Linked DNA regions of Zea mays: region 2 is linked to region 1. A link is a contact called in public Hi-C data. All regions are on one chromosome and are shown on one strand. The core of a region is the stretch at or near the end of the contact, and the rest is flanking DNA. Distances in the headings are between cores, read along the strand shown. Region 1 has its middle 45 kb from the start of LOC103648929. Region 2 holds the start of LOC103648929 (probable BOI-related E3 ubiquitin-protein ligase 2).

Region 1 (4,863 bases), core at 1,361-3,860:
TTGGTGAAAAACCAAAGTCTGAATTTGTGTGTTTAATGCCAACTTTGGGCTTTGATGGTTTGGAATTCATATGGTTCTAGCTAAGGGTCATTGTACCAAACTTGTGTAGCAACATGTGGAGCACCAATTTGATTAAGCAACTTGGCCTCAGAAGCATTTGGAACTTGGAGAAAAGGGTGAGGTTGTGTCGTTTCGAAGAGAGCAAGAGAAGTTCAAAGACCTTGTTTAAAATCTAGTACAAACAAGCAACTTTTAAACCAATGGAAATTTGGACATGAGCTCTATACACCATATATCAAAGTTGTGGAGCTTGGAAAAGTGAACAATTTTCATATTTGGGGCTCTCTAAGTAATGTGGGAGAATTTGAAGTAATTTGCAAAAGTTCATATTTGGGGTCAGTTGGAATCAGCACAAAACAGTTTTGTTTATCTGTTTTTGGATCCCTGTAACTTTTAATCCATGAGTATTTTGGAAACAGTTGCTATAACAAACCTGTAGAGTAACTATAGGAGATCAATGTTTATGAAATGTAGCAGCCCTAAAACCATATGCAACTAGGAGAAAAAGGTGTTCAAAGTGGGACTGTGAGACTTCTGGATTTTCAGACTTTGAATAGTTGCCTAAGTCTGAAATAAGTGTTTTTAGTGCCATTTTGGGGCTGTGTGTTGCCTGATCTAGGCAGTTTTGGACCATGGTTTCTATGGGAGAGTTGAAGAGAATATGTCAGTGAACAAATTTTGATGTGTGAGTTATGCTTGATCTGACCCAAAACATGGAGTAAAAGTTACTCAAAAGTAGGCTGTCAGTTTACATGGACTGAACTTTTGTTCAGTTAACAGACAACTGAATTTCAGCGATTGGTGCCCTGTTTAGAGCACTTGTGTGGCCATTCCATTAGGTTTTAAACTATAAATTATATAGAAACGTTGGAGATCATAAGTTAGTGAACAAGTTTCCTTAAATAAGTTTGATTTGGTGCTGCACCAAATTTGGAGTAAATTGTGCCCAAACTCTCTCTGTCTGGTGTTGATTTCAGTTTTTGTTTCAGCTAGCTGAATCTGAATTCTTATATTTTCACCCCATTTTGGAGCACCATAACTTTTGATCCATGAATCTTTGACCTAAGGCTGCTGCAGCAAACATTTAAATCTATGTGTTGGGAACAATCTTTGTTAACTAAGATTGGCATGTATTTCTTGCATTAGTGAGGATCAAAGCGGTTAAAGGTAGGGGTTCAGTTGATTAGTGCTGAATTCAGTTTTAAGTAACTGAAAACTGGGTTCAGTTTTTGGGAGCAAAAAAAAAGCTTTCCACGCTGCAGCTTTGTTTCCCTTGTCTATGATTTGAAGCTGTGATTTAAAATGCAAAAGGCTAGTAGTTGAAAGGGGATTTCAAGTCAATCCATTAGCTGGGCGTGTTGTGGTGTGAATTTGTTTTAGTTGGACAGGAGGGAGGGGAAGCGGCGTGCTCAAACTGCACATCGGCATGAGCTTGCTTGCTTGTCCTGTGTGCTCAGCATAGAGGATAGATATGAGGCTTCAAATATCTGAGTATTGAGAGGAAACTTTGGGGCTCTGAAACTTTTGACATGTGTGTTTTAGCAAGACGGTAGACTTTGCTTTGTGAGAATATTTGGTTAGCCTTGGTCGATTTGTTGCTGTTGGAAATAGAGAGATAAAGGGGTAAACAGAAGGGGTTCAGGTGGACACTGGAGTGTTGGACTCAAATGAATTCAGTGTTGGTTTCTAACTCTGAAAAGATCTTTGTATCCCTGCTGTGCTCCACTGGTTTGTCAAGACTGAGTTATGGATGAGTATTACAGAGAGTGGCTGTGGAGCTTCTAGTGTCTGATGGGTTTCACTAATGAAAATATCTGCACATGGGTGGAATTCAGAGTTATCCGATAAAATCCTTACCCATTGCCGGACCTGGTTCACTGCCCCGCTGTCCCTTTGAACCAGCGTGGTGATGGGTGAGTAAAGCCACGTAGCCAAGCTCATGCAACCATTGACACCTCAGGGCCCTTGTCTTGCGTGGTCTGATCATGCTCGACCGGCGTCTGTTTGCCTGCTCCATATTGCCACAATCTTGGTTCAGTAAAGCCCTACCTCTATCCCCGGGTCTAACCCAGCTCACCGTGTGTTGTTGTGTTTCATGTTCCCACGTCTACGTTAATCCTCCCATGTCACCCCAGTTGTTTGCCCAGGTCTATCGCGCGCCGTCTTCCTGTAGCCTGTGACCACACCGTCCAGTTTCCCCACCCTGCCGTGGCCAGGGCTTTCCGGGGGGTTGTTTGTTTGTTGTGTGCATGTTCCATCATCCCCTTGGGTCAGTGAAACTCTCCGAGCTTCCCTTTCCATCTCTGCCGCAATAATTCCTCGGGAACATCGTGGCGTCGTCGGTGATTACCGCTTGGGGCAACCTCGTCGTGGCCGGCCTTGTTGGGAACTGGTTGCGTGCACGCTACGGATCAATCCACTTCGGGGTGAGCCACTGGTGCTTTCCCTCTTCTTGTTTCGAGCTCTATCATGCTGTTGGACAGTGTGTTGCTGCCGGAGTTTGACGCCACCGCCGGTGCGTGCGAAGGAGGACGCGGGCGCGTGCGTGGTAGAGCTTTGGGCTTCCTGGCGCTAGTTTTCTCTGGTGCTGGGCCAATTGGGCCAGTTCCGGCCCAAGCTTTGTGTATTGTTTTTCTTTGTTATATGCCTGATGCCTTGTTTATTATGCCAGAAATCGAAGAAAATTGCAAAAATGATAGGACAAATTTTGTTAGGTGTATAAAATCAAACACTCTCTGGTAGAAACATTCTTGGAATTTTTGTAGAAAATATATATTTTTAGAGGAATAAAAGGTGCCGTAAAATGCTTATCTGAAATTTTAGTAACAATAATACAGCACTAAAAAGTTATGAGAAAAATTATGTAAGCTTATGTTGAGCATATGAACCTTTGGTAAAAATTTGGAGCTGTTAGGACAAGATTTGCTTAGCAAATTAATTATTGCTCAATAAAGGAAAAGAGTTTTACCCCTGGGTAATTAAGGCACCTGATGTCTTAGTAAAGAATGAAATTGTTTAGCAAGTTTTGGATGGTTAGATGAGTTCTAAGGATAAGTAGCTACCTGGTAGTTATGGCTTGTGATGATAGCTTGCATGTTAAGTCTAGGAGTAATATGTGTTGTCTCCTTTGCAAGTTGCATATTTCTAGTTTAAGCAAGCATTCATATTCATATCATTTCATGTAGAACACCAAGAACGAGAATTGGTCCTTGTGAAGAAGGAACCTACTCCAGTGCTATTGATCCAGGGATGGGCCATCTAACTGATCATCGTGTTAGAAGTATCTAGAACCTCTTCTCTGCAACAAAGGCAAGCCTCGGTGCATTTGCCCCTTCCTTGTGTTTTAAATGTTTTATCACCTTAAATGATGCATTAGGTGATAGGAGTTGTGTGATGAACAATTGATGCATTACCATTCCTTGGAATTTGAATACTATACCTTGATCCCTGATTTATAAAAAGAACTGATAATGCTTAACCCTGCTTAGAAACTGAAAAATCCTTTGTTTTCAAAAACAATGGTGTGGAACATTGGTTATGGGCTTTTTGATTCAAAAACCAAAACAAACTAAGGTGATGAATCCTCTATGGCTGGAGTGGACTCGGCACTCGAAAAGAGTATCCCTGCCGGGTACCAAAAATGGGAAAAGGGTTTGAATAAATCTAGACCAGACGTTGAGCAGACAAGGTCGCCCGTCTGTGTCGGTTAAGGATCGTACCGTTGACTGGCCTGTTGTGGTTGAGACTTTGCAAATAGCAACATACCCTGGTATGGGATAGGGTAAGCTTGAACTCGGCTATTCCATACGTGAAGAGACAATCGCGCACTAGGAGTAGAGAGATGGTGGGAGTAGCATGTACCCTCCTGGCATAGTAGCACGCCTGGTAGGGTAATGTGCTCTCGGTTGGCGCGGACCTGTTCATGTAGTGGAGGACACCGTGAGAACGGTTGACATATGCAAGGGTTAAGTGGTACATATGCCGTGTGGTTAGAGATCCGTAGCTGGGTATAATCGGTTTGAATCGTCGTTGCTCCTTGGTTATGGAGACTCATCCCGGAGACCATCCTCGTAGTTAGCAAGTGAAATATGAGAATGAATAAAATGCAACTAGTATAGGCCAAGTGCTTGAACTAGACCAGGCAAATATAGATTCAGGTAATAACCTAACTAGTGAAATAAAACTTGGCTTAAGGATCAACTGGTAGCAAGCTTTTCTGCAAAAGGAGTCTTTGATCATTGATCAACTTTACCTTGATTCCCAATCAGCTACCATACCCTTGAGAGTCTTTTCTTTAGTCGGATAAGTCTTCCTGAGTAATTGCGTACTCAGGGTTTTATCCCCTGTTGTTTTTGTAGGAGAAGTTTTATTCCCTTATCTTTTGGTTAGTTACATCATGTGGAGGCCTTGAAGCTTAGAATGTTTATGTATATATCTTATGGAAAGGCTTCACCCTTCCAATTATTGTAATAAGTTATGCACTTTAGGTACTATCAGGACTTGTAATAATTACTATTCTTCTTATGTTGTAAAACTTGAGCTTTGGAAATGTAAAATATGTTTTGTAAAGTCTTCCGCTCTATCTCCGAAGTGTGTTTGTATCGAGTGTGATTACTGTAATATGCATGAATGTGGGAGATCCTTGGGATGATGAGTTCGAGTTGATGAACTCGATAGCCTTGTTAAGTTACCCAGTACACGTGCACAGCCATCTGAGGCCGTTAATGGCAAGGGTTGGTGCATGTGGGCCTGATAACTTGGGAGGGCTGTCACATCGAAGGAGGAGGGTTAGTCATATATCAT
Region 2 (4,863 bases), core at 981-3,480, 45 kb before region 1:
ACTTAAGATTTCAAAAAAGAAGCCAGGTTAGGTAAGACTACCGCAAGACTGTTACTGCAAGCAAGCTGGCATAAAGCTGCATTCGAGATCACATTTTTATTCATCTTGGTCAGAGCGCCTTCATGCTGATTTTTGTATTTGCCAAAAAAGTGTTGGGCTGTAATATAGTTGAAAAAAGAATCCCCAAGTGTCTCTAATGATTCCTGCGAAAAGTCCTCTCGGCAATTCTTTGCTGTAAGTGCTTCCAGAATCTGCAAGTCAATGAACATGGGTTAAAAATAAGAACTATGTTCGTGTAATGCCACATCAATCCGAAAGTGACTATTGCATTAGGTATGAACATATGGGAATGATCAAACTACTTCCAACGAAAAGAACAATCGACAAATGCATGTGTAATGTATTGACTGTTTGATGGAATGCAAAATTTCTACAGAACTCTAGATTTCACCAGAAATAATTACATTTTGACAGCGGGGAGTTCTACACACTTTCCTGCTTAGACTTGTCAGATCTCTATCACAACAGCTACAAAACGATCAGAAGCCTAAGCATGTAAGGAGAGAACATGAGTGATGATCATGTACATCATGATGGGCGAACAAATCAGGAGCAACTACACCACTGCTGGGAAGTAGCGACGAACATTAATTACATTACAAAATAGTATAGTAATAACTAAAAACAACCCTACGTATTTACCAGTCTCCATATCCTACATTCTTACCTTAATTACTCTGGACCAGCATGCGCCAGTTTACTGGCTTAACACTGGCGGTACTCCATCACTAATTTTTAGTCCCTTTATTTTATTTCATTTTAGTTACTAAATTTCTAAATAGTTAAACTAAAATAGAGTTTTATTTTCCATATTTAATATTTTAGGGACTAAAATATAATAAAATTGATGGACAAAAAAATTAGTCCCTATAAACCAAACACCCCCTTAAATAATTTACATAGTTTTAGCTCTCTCAGATACTGCTGAGCCCCTCCTCTCTAGATGTTTCAGGGCCCCTTTGGCAGGGCTCTGGCTTCTCCAAAAACGACTTTGGCTCTGGCTCACGAGGTGAAGCCACTTCTTTAGATGAGCCAAAGCCATTCTGAAAAATTATTTGGCAAAACGGCTTATAGGTTGTTTTTCAGAAAGACCCTTGTATAGTTTATCTCTCCTGTACGTGGCTAGGGATTGAGGGCAGGACCAAAAAAAATAATTTGGACTGGTGGGAGGGCTATTGTGCAAAAATGACGTGAGCTGAAGCCGGGTGAGCCACTTTTTTAGCTCATGCCCTCTAGCTCATTTTGGAAAAGCACTTCACTGGTGAAGCCATTTGAAAAAGAGGTGTTTGGCATAACTTTTGCATGAGTCAGAACCGAAGCTGAAAAATAAGTCCTACCAAAGGGGCCCTCAATATCACCTTCGCTTGCATCGGCCCTGCACATGAGGGAGCCAAAACCAAAAAAAATGACCATGGCAGAAGCCTGCCGCCCCTGCTCTCCTAGCTCCCGATATGCCCAAAGTTGACACCACTCTGTCGTCTAATGTGCTCTGTCTAATGGGATATAAAGCCCTGCATGCTCTGCAAGATGTTTCCATGCATATAGATGAATTTCACAAACTATTAGCAATGCTCACAAGGAAGGATTTTTCCAACGGTTATTTGCATATATAATTTACCTGTTTTTTCTATTATTAAAAAGGAAAAAGAATAGCCAAAGTGCCATCCAGGCAGGTGTGATTGTGCGCCTGCTTTATGCATTCAACACAGTTAGTTAGTGTGCATATAACTTTCTGCTGGGGTATTTGCAAATAACATGTAAACATATAGGTTACATAAAAATACCAGCAAACAACATATTTAACCTTGTTTTTTTTGCTGACCAAATTATATAGCCTTATTTTCACAGGAAGAAACATGGGTAATAAACTACACTTTGGAACCACATGCAAGACTGTACCAACAAGAACTTAAAGTGAATATATTTGTGGTCACTAATCTTATAAGATAGGCGTGATTGCTTAGAATATTAACACTGACATGAACATCAACCCAAACACCGTGCAAGCATGTGGAGGGTGTAGAACGAGATAGTAAGAAGGAAGACACCATTTTCCACAGAGAGACAAAGCACGGGGACGACAGTTACAGACGGATCCACAATGTCAGGGGAGAGGGAAATTGGAGAGTTGGAAGCAGTGGGACCGCTGTACCTCGGGTGCCATCGCGGAAGGCCTTGGAGACATGCTTGGGTGTCCAGCATAGGCCCTCATGGCGGTCGTCCTCGTCAAGCCCCAACACCAGCCGCCCGATGGCCAGTGGCGTCCTGTCGCAGCTGTACCACCAGGGCGTGGAGGTCGACGCGCTGGTGCGGGTCGAGGTGCGTGCGTTGCGTCACAGTAAATCCTTTGTTCGTCGACGTACACGGTGTCTCTGATCCTTTTTTTCCCACACTGTACGCTGCAGACGGACAGGATGCGCGCGACGCTCCAGGAGGCTCGGCGGCGGCACGCGCGGGGTGTGGTCGCGGCCGTGGGCCGCGCGGCGGAGGCTCGGCTCCGCGCCGCGGAGGCAGAGCTGGAGCGCGCCCGCCGCCGCGGCGCGGATCTGGAGGAGCGGCTCCGGCAGCTGGCCGGGGAGGGCCAGGCGTGGCTGGGCGTTGCCAGGAGCCACGAGGCCGTCGCCGCTGGCCTCCGCGCCACGCTCGACAAGGTGCTCCAGCAGCCCGCCGGCGGAGGAGAATGCGGCGTGGCGGAGGACGCGCAGTCCTGCTGCTTCGTGGCATCCCCGTCGGGGCTCGTCGCCGGCGACTCTCTCCTGTACGCACTCTCTCTCTCTCCTCCCCAAGCTGCTGAACGGCATTCGCAGACGACGCCGAGGTTGTTACGAGGATGAGGGGTTGTGGATCCCCGGCATCACGGACGCGCGCAGCGTGGGGGGAGCAGGGGCGGGGAGGGGGCTAGGGGATGGGGGGTTGCAGATCCCCGGCATCACGGACGCGCGCAGCGTGGGGGAGCAGGGGCGGGGGCTGGACGGCAGCTATTGCGCAGGGGTTTGCGGCGTGCTGCCGTGCGGTGCGGGAGGCCGTTGCGGGACGGGAGCGGGGGCAGTCTACAAATGGCTCTTAATAGTTGTAGAGATTTCCTTCCTTCAAGTTAATTGGAACAACGCAAGTAAGGCTAGAAAAAAAAGTTTGAGACTCAAGCGAGCCGCGGGAGCTTTTATGCTCGTTGCCGTAGCGACCCGAATGCCAAATTACTTAAGTGTAGAATAATGATAGATATTGAATAATTTTATAGATAGTCAGTTTGTTACTTAACGTTTCATGATATATATGTGATAATTCATAATTTAGATTACTCGTAATGATGAACGATATCTATATATTTCATATTTATATACTAATAATTTATTATATAATGTAATTATATATATGAGGGTGTGGATGACGAGTCACCTTCAACCCGAGCTATCTCTAGCTCGTGAAATGGACGAGTCGAGCTCGATTCGTTTTCAGCCCTAACCCGAGGCCTTATGTTCGTCTTCCATCACCTAGCAGCAGAGCAGGTAGGAGTTCTTTGCTCTTTCTTTGGGAGAAGAAAGAGCAGATGAGGGCCTTGCAAAAGCAAAAAAAAACGCATGCGGCGTGGCTGATGCCCGCCTTGCTGAGATGCTGAAAGTAGTGAATGGACAAGTCAGGCTCCGATCCTGAATGTGTCCAGCAGCCACATGACCACGTGGACGGTGCTCAGAAACACAAAAGCTGGGCGCCGGTTTTTTTTTCTTTCCTCTTCAAAAAAAACCCTTTGGCTTGCAGTAGTACACGGAGTAGGGGGAGTGGGGAGCATGTGACGAGTGAGATGAGATGCCCTTCCAGTTCCACTGGGTGGTTAGGTAGGTAGGTAGGTAGGTAGGCAGGTTGGTTGGTGCGAGGGGCGGAAGGGATGTGAATGCAAGGGATAAAAGTGCCACCGAGGAGCGGCGTGGGTTGGAGGGAGGGAGGGGCCGCTTCTGTTTGGTTTCTTCTTATTTAATGACCTAGTAGCTGGTCGGAGCCGGAGCATGAGCATGAGCATGGCCATGGGGACGGTGGATGGTGGTGGTTGGTGGTGGTCTCATTGCCCGAATTTTTTATATTTTAGCCCTTCCTCGGAAAAAAATTCATGTTTGGACCTTAAAAAATTTTAATATCATTTTTGGACCCTCTGCTCGGCGCCATCGCCAATGGCGCCGAGGTACGTGCTACGCTGGCACAACCTGAACGACGTGGTGCCAACGTGGTACCGAGCTCGGCGCCAAGATCTATGGCGCCGAGCTCGGATATGTAACAGCAAAGTATGTCTAGCTCAGTTGGTAGAGTACAAGACTTTTAACCTTAAGGTTGTGGGTTCAAGCTTCATGGTGGACGTATTTTTTATCACTAATTTGTTTTTTTGTTGTCCATATTTTTCGTTTATGTCGCTGATTTATCCGTCTAGATTTATTTTTCATCTAGTTTTTTTGTTTTTGTGACCGATTTATTTATTCATCTAGATATTTTTTGTTTTTGTTTTTGTTTATTCAAACTGCGTCACGCAAGTACCATGCACATAAGTAACCCACCCTATGGAAGTACGAAGTACTTTATAAAATCATCAAGTCACTGTTTATTTATACCTTGTATATTTATATTTTGGACTCTAATTATAATCTTTTTGTTTATTAAGTATATTTATATTTTGGACTCTAAAACTCCAATAATCTAAACGTACTTGCATTGGTTAGCGGCCACCGGTTTAGCTATGGTGCATCGCGGTCACGGGCGCAATAATGCACGCAACCTTGAGGTTGTGAGTTCGAGTACATTAGATTATTGGAGTTTTAG

What was found. A called contact is a pair of places that touch in the nucleus more often than the background predicts.
Region 2: a Hi-C map of leaf shows a contact between it and region 1, with 9 times the contacts expected there. The contact joins the promoter of LOC103648929 here to the enhancer-like site in region 1. A contact is called at or near these places in 8 of 25 Hi-C or Micro-C datasets (ear, endosperm, leaf and 2 more).

Annotation. Positions count from the first base shown.
Region 1 is chr2:135,359,243-135,364,105 of Zm-B73-REFERENCE-NAM-5.0, reverse strand. No RefSeq gene overlaps it. Among protein-coding and RNA genes, the nearest start is that of LOC103648929, 45 kb to the left of the region's middle. Within about 2 kb of position 2,610, at least 7 of the 20 cell types and tissues checked have an H3K27ac peak or open chromatin away from gene starts, as enhancers often do. A contact at or near this core is called in ear, leaf and seedling, where this site is marked.
Region 2 is chr2:135,403,889-135,408,751 of Zm-B73-REFERENCE-NAM-5.0, reverse strand. LOC103648929 (probable BOI-related E3 ubiquitin-protein ligase 2) reads left to right here and starts at 2,230. Exons shown (of 2, transcript XM_008673305.2): 1 at 2,230-2,379; 2 at 2,466-2,894. The coding sequence starts at 2,311. The coding sequence ends at 2,894.